Regions from separate parts of the Mus musculus genome. Here region 1 is linked to region 2. A link is a contact called in public Hi-C data. All regions are on one chromosome and are shown on one strand. Each heading gives the region's core, a stretch centred on a gene start, on an enhancer-like site or on the middle of the called end of the contact. The rest is flanking DNA. Distances are from core to core; before and after follow the strand shown. Region 1 overlaps Gm12784 (predicted gene 12784). Region 2 holds the start of Kctd15 (potassium channel tetramerisation domain containing 15).

Evidence for each region. Hi-C and Micro-C count contacts between places; a contact is called where the count stands out from the background.
Region 1: a Hi-C map of epidermal suprabasal cells shows a contact between it and region 2, with 2.1 times the contacts expected there. The contact joins the enhancer-like site here to the promoter of Kctd15 in region 2. A contact is called at or near these places in 9 of 39 promoter capture datasets (the 3T3-L1 cell line, 3T3-L1-derived adipocytes, embryonic stem cells and 4 more), 29 of 484 Hi-C or Micro-C datasets (3T3-L1-derived adipocytes, the C2C12 cell line, the MC3T3-E1 cell line and 19 more), 14 of 115 datasets of contacts at active chromatin or transcription factors (craniofacial prominence, differentiating embryonic stem cells, embryonic forebrain and 8 more) and 3 of 9 other capture datasets (adipose tissue, embryonic stem cells and pancreatic islet).

The regions. Positions count from the first base shown.
Region 1 is chr7:34,555,724-34,558,733 of GRCm38.p6, reverse strand. It overlaps Gm12784 (predicted gene 12784), which reads right to left. Exons shown (of 3, transcript NR_166595.1): 2 at 2,227-3,010. Among named protein-coding and RNA genes, the nearest start is that of Gm12784, 10 kb to the right of the region's middle. Within about 2 kb of position 1,598, at least 2 of the 459 cell types and tissues checked have an H3K27ac peak or open chromatin away from gene starts, as enhancers often do. A contact at or near this core is called in epidermal suprabasal cells, where this site is marked.
Region 2 is chr7:34,652,816-34,656,028 of GRCm38.p6, reverse strand. Kctd15 (potassium channel tetramerisation domain containing 15) reads left to right here and starts at 1,631. Exons shown (of 7, transcript NM_001360820.1): 1 at 1,631-1,782.

The DNA.
Region 1 (3,010 bases), core at 349-2,848, 97 kb after region 2:
CGTTGTGCTGACTCCTCCTCACTCTGTAAACTCCAGGGATTGTCCCACACCAGCCACCATACGCTACTCTCTTAGGTTGTCATAAGTTAAGCAAGGCTGAGTGTACGGAGTATCCAGTGCAGAGGGAAAGGCCACCACAAGCCTTGGAATTGGGCACAGGAGGCAAGAGGCCAGGAAGAGAGACAAGAACAGCCACCTGATTAGGGGATGGTGACCTCAGGGTTCCAGTAGAGGAAGGCACTGGGCCTGAGGATGAGAGACATGGGATGGCCCAAGGCTGTGGGCAGGTGTGCAAGTATGCAAGTCTGTAAGTGTCCATGCACGTGTATCTGCATGCATACTGGTATGCAGGTGTGTACCATATGCAGGCATATGAGTGTGCAGGCGTATAGTGTGTTATATGCAGGTTTGCAGGTGTATGTGGGTATAACAGTTTGAATGAAAGGTCCCACAGATTCTCAGGCACTTGGATGCTTGGCTCCAGTTGGTGGCACTGTTTTGGGGAGGGTTAGAGGTGTGGCCTTGTTGGAGGAAGTATGTCACTGGAGGCAGGCTTTGAGATTTTAAAGACTCAGGTTTGCTCTCTCTGCTTCCTGTTTGAAGTTCCAGATGTGAGTGTGCCCTCGGTTACTGCTCCAGCCACAATGCCTACCTGCTGCCATGCTTTCCCACCAGGATGGTAATAGATTGTTCCTCAGAACTGTATACAGGAAATAAACCCTTCTTCTATAAGCTGACTTGATCAGAGTGCTTTACCAGAGCAATAGACAAGTCACTAAGACAGTGAGTGTATAAATTTGCAGGTGTCTAAGTATTTACATAAAAAGGTATCCTGCATGCAGGTTTGTAGGTTTGCAGATGTGCAGGTGTGCAGGTTTGCAGATGTGCAGATGTGCACGCATGTTATTGTATCCAAGAGTTAATATACACAGGCAACCAGGCAGGCAGATGGGTAGATATGGGGTGTTCAAGTGCATGAATTCAGGTCTACAGGTGTACTGGTGTGAGTTCTCAGGTATACAGGCATGCAGGTGTACAGGTCTGCAGAGGGGGCCTGGGAGGCAGGCTGCTGCCCTCTGGGTGAAGTGAGAAGCTGACCCCTTATCTGACCTCAATCAAAAGTACAACAGCAACAAAAAAGGAGCACTGGTATCTGACAAGCCAGGGCCCCAGCGATGCACAGAAGGTAGCCATTATTTCTGCCTGCTTCACAGGAGACAAGCTAACACTGCAGTACTGCTCTTGCCAGCCCCACCAGACCCGCTGACACAACACACTGGCTGAAGAGGAAACCTTAAACTTGAAGGCATTTCCAGGCCTGCTTTGATGCCATAGCCTCCAAAAGCTTGTGGGTCACAGTCAGGAAGAGCAGGTGACACCAGAATGACAAGGCGGGGTCCCTGTGCTACCTCTATTCAGTCAACACCCATGTCTCTATAACTCTTCAGTCACTTAAGTGAGGCAAGACCTCACATCTACAGAGGTTAGGGCAGAAAAGGGATGGGAATAAGATTCCAGAGATAGGAGCCCTGGTGAGTGACACAGAGTCCTGGGAGGCCCATCGCCCAACAAGTGTCTATCTGTAGTGAACATCAGACTGCTGAGTGCCTGAGGCAGGACCAGGTGCCTGGAGGACACCTGAGATGCAGATCTATCCTGGGATACCTGTCTGGGGACATGAGGCAGATTTTCCCAATGCCTGTGAGGTCTGAGGCCTCCAATCCTAAAACATTTTCCACATACTGAACATGCTCAAGTGGTGGGGCTATCTCCCAGGCTGGTGGCTACACAGGCTAAATGCCTATCTTATGATTATCACTGAGCCACCATCTGTAGACTGACTTCCAAGTGGCAGGCATGGGGTCAACATCAGGAATCAGTGTGAATAAGTCAGTCCCAGACACCCATCTGTCCCCAGGAGATTTAAACTCAGGGAGGGGTGACAATGGACAAATAAACAAGGTCATTTCAGATGTCATTCTGAGCACTATAAACAACACACTAAGCGTCAATGGTGTGGGAAGTGACATGAAGTGACAGGCGGCATAGATGCTGTGAACAGGGACAGCAGTTTCTCACCAGGCACTCTGGGCTGTGGGCTAAATGACCAGAAGCCTGCCCTGTAACTTAAAAATTTCCTAATCCTACATTTAATGATGGTTCTTAAATGCTTTAACCTCTCTTCTAGCCCACCACCCACCAGAGATGGTGGAACAGAAAGGATACAGGGGAAGTGGATCTATTTATAGAAGGTTCTTTGGAGCAACTCCCATCTGCATTGTCAGGAAATCAGCAGTTCAGTTCACAGGTCAGCAGTGGCAGCTCAATCCACTCTCAAACACTTCTCGGATACACCAGCAGTCCCGTTCAGTAGTGTCGGGGAAGCAGCAGCGGTGGCATAACTAAAAAGACCAGCTAGGCCGCAGTGGAATCAGCATGAGTCAGCAGGAGGGATTCGAACCAGAAGTTCTCTCAGAGAAGCGAAGATCAGTGGCGATTCAAGCCCAACAAGCCCGATGAGCATTGCATAGCGAGCTCTACCAGCAAACCAAGCCCCCCTCACAATCTGTTGAGTCCTATTTATAATCCCTCCACACATCACATCTCCTCCATGGGTCTTGCCTCACCATGTGTCTTGTCTCAGCACGTGAGTCCGTTTCAACTGACGTCACTCTGCCAATCGGCCCCAGTCCACAGAAGCAACAAAGAAGCCTTGGCACACCATCAGAAGTTTTTTGGTTCGTCTCTTTCTATGGAGTCACAACACAACGTAAAGCAGACCAATACATGTGTGTCGTTATCAAAGAATCCTTCATCGTGCGTCCTTTCACCGGTTTGCTTTAGTAGAACATCCTTTCTCCTGTGTCTGCCTCAGAGAAACGTTCCTTCACGTGCTTGCTTTAGCAAAACACCATCCAACACAACTGACTTCCCAAAGAACCCTTAAGTTTCCACTTCATGCCACAAAGGTGGGAGGGAAAACCTTTCAAGTAGGAAAAAAATCCTTCCC
Region 2 (3,213 bases), core at 382-2,881:
AACTGCGGGGATGTAACTTTAATGAGAAAATTTCCCCCTTCTCCAGTAGTTTGAGATAATAAATAAATAAATAAATAACTCCCTCAGGAGGAAAGTTTCTTATTCCCGCGTGAAGTTACAGACGCGCGGACGGATGCTCTCTCCGCACTAGAGGTCCCCTGAATAAGGGGAGACTGGGTCCTCTCCCCAAGCCCCCACCCCCATTATCTTTCTCCAGTGTTCCCGTCTGGCCTCGAGAGCACCCCCAGGAGTTTGGCCAGTAGAGGGCGCCCAGGCCCGGCCGGAGTCTGTAAAGGGGGGCCCGCGCCGCTGCTCCCGGCCGAAGCGCACCCGCCTTCCTAGCCGAAAGCCTGCCTTTGGCCCGGGAGTCCCGGGAACCAGGCGGGGGCGCAGTCTGGGCAAAGCGCACCGGCCGCGATCCGTTTCCTAGGAGCCGAGAAATGGTCGAGGAGGAGGGACGGGCGGGGCGCAAGGGAAGGAGGAGGAGGAGGAAGGGGCAGCGGGGGAGCAGCTAGGGGCATTCTGGGTGCAGGCCTCCGCGCCGCAGGGACCTTTGGCCGCCGCCGTCTCCATCGCGCCGCGCTCGTCCAGGAAATGGCGCGAGTGGCCGCAGGCGACGGGCCGGGTGCCCCGCGCTCCCCTCCCCCGCGGTGGCCACCGCGTGTCCGCAGACGTCACGGCCGGCGCTGCTCCCCGGGAGAGGGGCAGCCGGGGCCGAGACCCGGGGAGAGAGGGAGGGAGAGAGGGAGGTAAGCCGCCTGGCAGCCCAGTTTCTCTCCCCTCCCCACACCAAGTCCCGCCCTCAGCCCCGGGGCGCCGCGGCGGCGGCTGCTTCTCTCCTCTTTGTAACCGAGGAGTCGAGAAATGTGAGAAACGTGCCCTGTGTTACTTATTTGGGAGTCGAAAATTTATGCCCAGCTGAAAGCGCCCGGGGAAATATTACATCAGATGAAATGACAATGATTAAAATCAGCCTCTCCCCCGCCCCCTCCTCGAGCCCGGAGGAGGCCCGGGCGCCGCGTGGCCGGACGGCGGGGGGCTGGGGCGCAGAGGGCGCGGGGCTCGGGCGCAGCGCTCCCGGAAGGGTACTGGTCCAGCCCCCTGGCACCCAGGCACGGGGCTCCGGGACCCACGGGTGGGGATCGCGAGGTGGGAAGGAAGTGGTGGCGGTGGGGAACGGTGCATTTTTTTTTTGTCGCGGAGCGCGGCAGGCGCGGGCGCGCGGAGCTAATTGCGACTCTAATCCTCTGCCCCGAGGCGCAGCCGAGCCCCGAGCCAGGAGTCGCCCGCGCGCGCCCGCTCGCGCTCGCCGCGCCGGGGTAATTTGGAACCGGATCGCTGCCCTTTGCAATCCGGGCTGGGCCGCGGCGAGGCGCACAGGCTACCGGCTGGTTTTGGGGGGCTATTTTCTCCCCTCCAGCCATCGGGGGAGGCCGCTGGAGAGAGAGGGAGGAGAAGAGGTGGGAGCGGCGGGAGGGCAGCCGGAGAGCTGCGCGAAAAGGAGGCGGCGGCGGCCGCGGCGAAGAGGGAGGAGGCGAGGGGAGGGCGGGGAGGGGAGGCCCCGGCGCGGCGCGCCGCGAGGGGCCGCGCGGAGCGGGGGCCGGGGCGGGAGGGGTGGGTGGGGGGAGGGTTGGGGGCGAGAGAGAAAGTAACTCCAGGACGAGACCGGAGCGACCCGCGCGCATCGAGCGCTAGGCGACGGGGCTGCGCCGGGCGCCCGACACCGGCGGCTGCGGGGGGCGGGGGCTGCGCCGGTGCCCGATCCACTGCTCCGGCTCCGAGGTAAGCCCAGCACGGGCGGCCACCGCTCAGTGCCGCACACCCCTGGTTCCCAAAGTGGCTGCAATTCCGAGAAAGTCACTCGGCCCCGGGCCGGGACCTAGGCTGGGGGCGGGGGGGCGGCTGCTTTGTCCCTCTGCTGAGCGCAGGGGCTGGCGGCGTGGGGGCGCCCAGCACAAAGGCCTGGCGCGCACGGGGCGGGGGGGTGCCCACGTGGGCTGGTCCTAGCCGCGGGTGGACCCTCCCCACTCGGCCGGGCTCTGATCATCCTGCTGTGCGGAATATGCGTCCAGGTCCTCCGCACTCTGGTTCCAGTATGGGCTCGAGTGCCCTGCAGAGCTGATGACTTTCCTGAGTCTGAAACCGGCTCCATGCAGCTGGGCTTTCGGGGCTCACAGGACCGGGTTGGCGCCCAATTTATAGAAAAGAAAAAAGTCTCTAACGGGACAGATGTGCGTTCTCTGACGCCCACCCTACGAGTCTCATGCTAGACGCACTGGTGGTGGTTCCAAGCTCAGGAAGGATGTGGGGCGGGGAACGCGCCGCCCCAAGACCGGACCGCGGTCTCTAGATTTCCACTGCCCACACGCACCCCCTCATCTGGATGCGAACACCCTCATTCTCCCACTCTCGCGTCACAGTAGCACCTCTCTACCCTCCCTCGAGAAGCCCCCGACTGTAGAAAGATAAACCTTCAAGTTTTCACTCCGTGTCTCAAATGTGCATGAAGGAATTTAACTGCGCGAGTGAATAACAGCATTAGTTTCAATTAATTTTTTTTAAATCCCGGCAACAATAAACTTTGAGAACAAAAGCGCTTTTACGTCCTTAATTAGGCGAGCTTCCCATCTGTGGTCTTGAAGTGTCTGCCTCTTGATTTAACTTTGTCTCCGCCCCCCACCGCACTCCCACCCCTTCTTCGCTGGGCCCTTCGGGTACCTTGGCCACCCCGCCCGCGGGGCCGGAGGTTCGGCCCAGCGGATCCTGTAGCCCCGAAGTTCACACCGGCCGGCTGGCTTTGCGGCCCCGCTGGCGCGCACCAGGTGGCCCGCTGCGTCCCTCCCGTTCCACCCCTGGACAGTCCTGCAGGCCCCTGGCACTGCTGCCTCGGGCAAGCGCCCTGGGCGTAAGAGCTGAAGGGAACTGGAGAGGCGCCTTCTGTTTACCTTTTATGGTTAAGATAACAGCTTAGCAAAAGAAGCGACTTCACGAAGAAGCGATTTAGTGAAATCGTCTCAAGCTGCCGCAGCTCAGCCAGTTTAATCACCCCCAGAGAGCTGAACAACTGCGAGCACAATGGGACACAAAATCATTTTGTGTGTAAATGAGCGTGGCATTCTGCTCACTTCCCTCTGCTCGGGCGGGCGGGGCTCGGCTGCGGGTGGGCGCGGGACCGGGGTCTCCCACCACAGCTTGGAGAAGCGGGTCAATGCT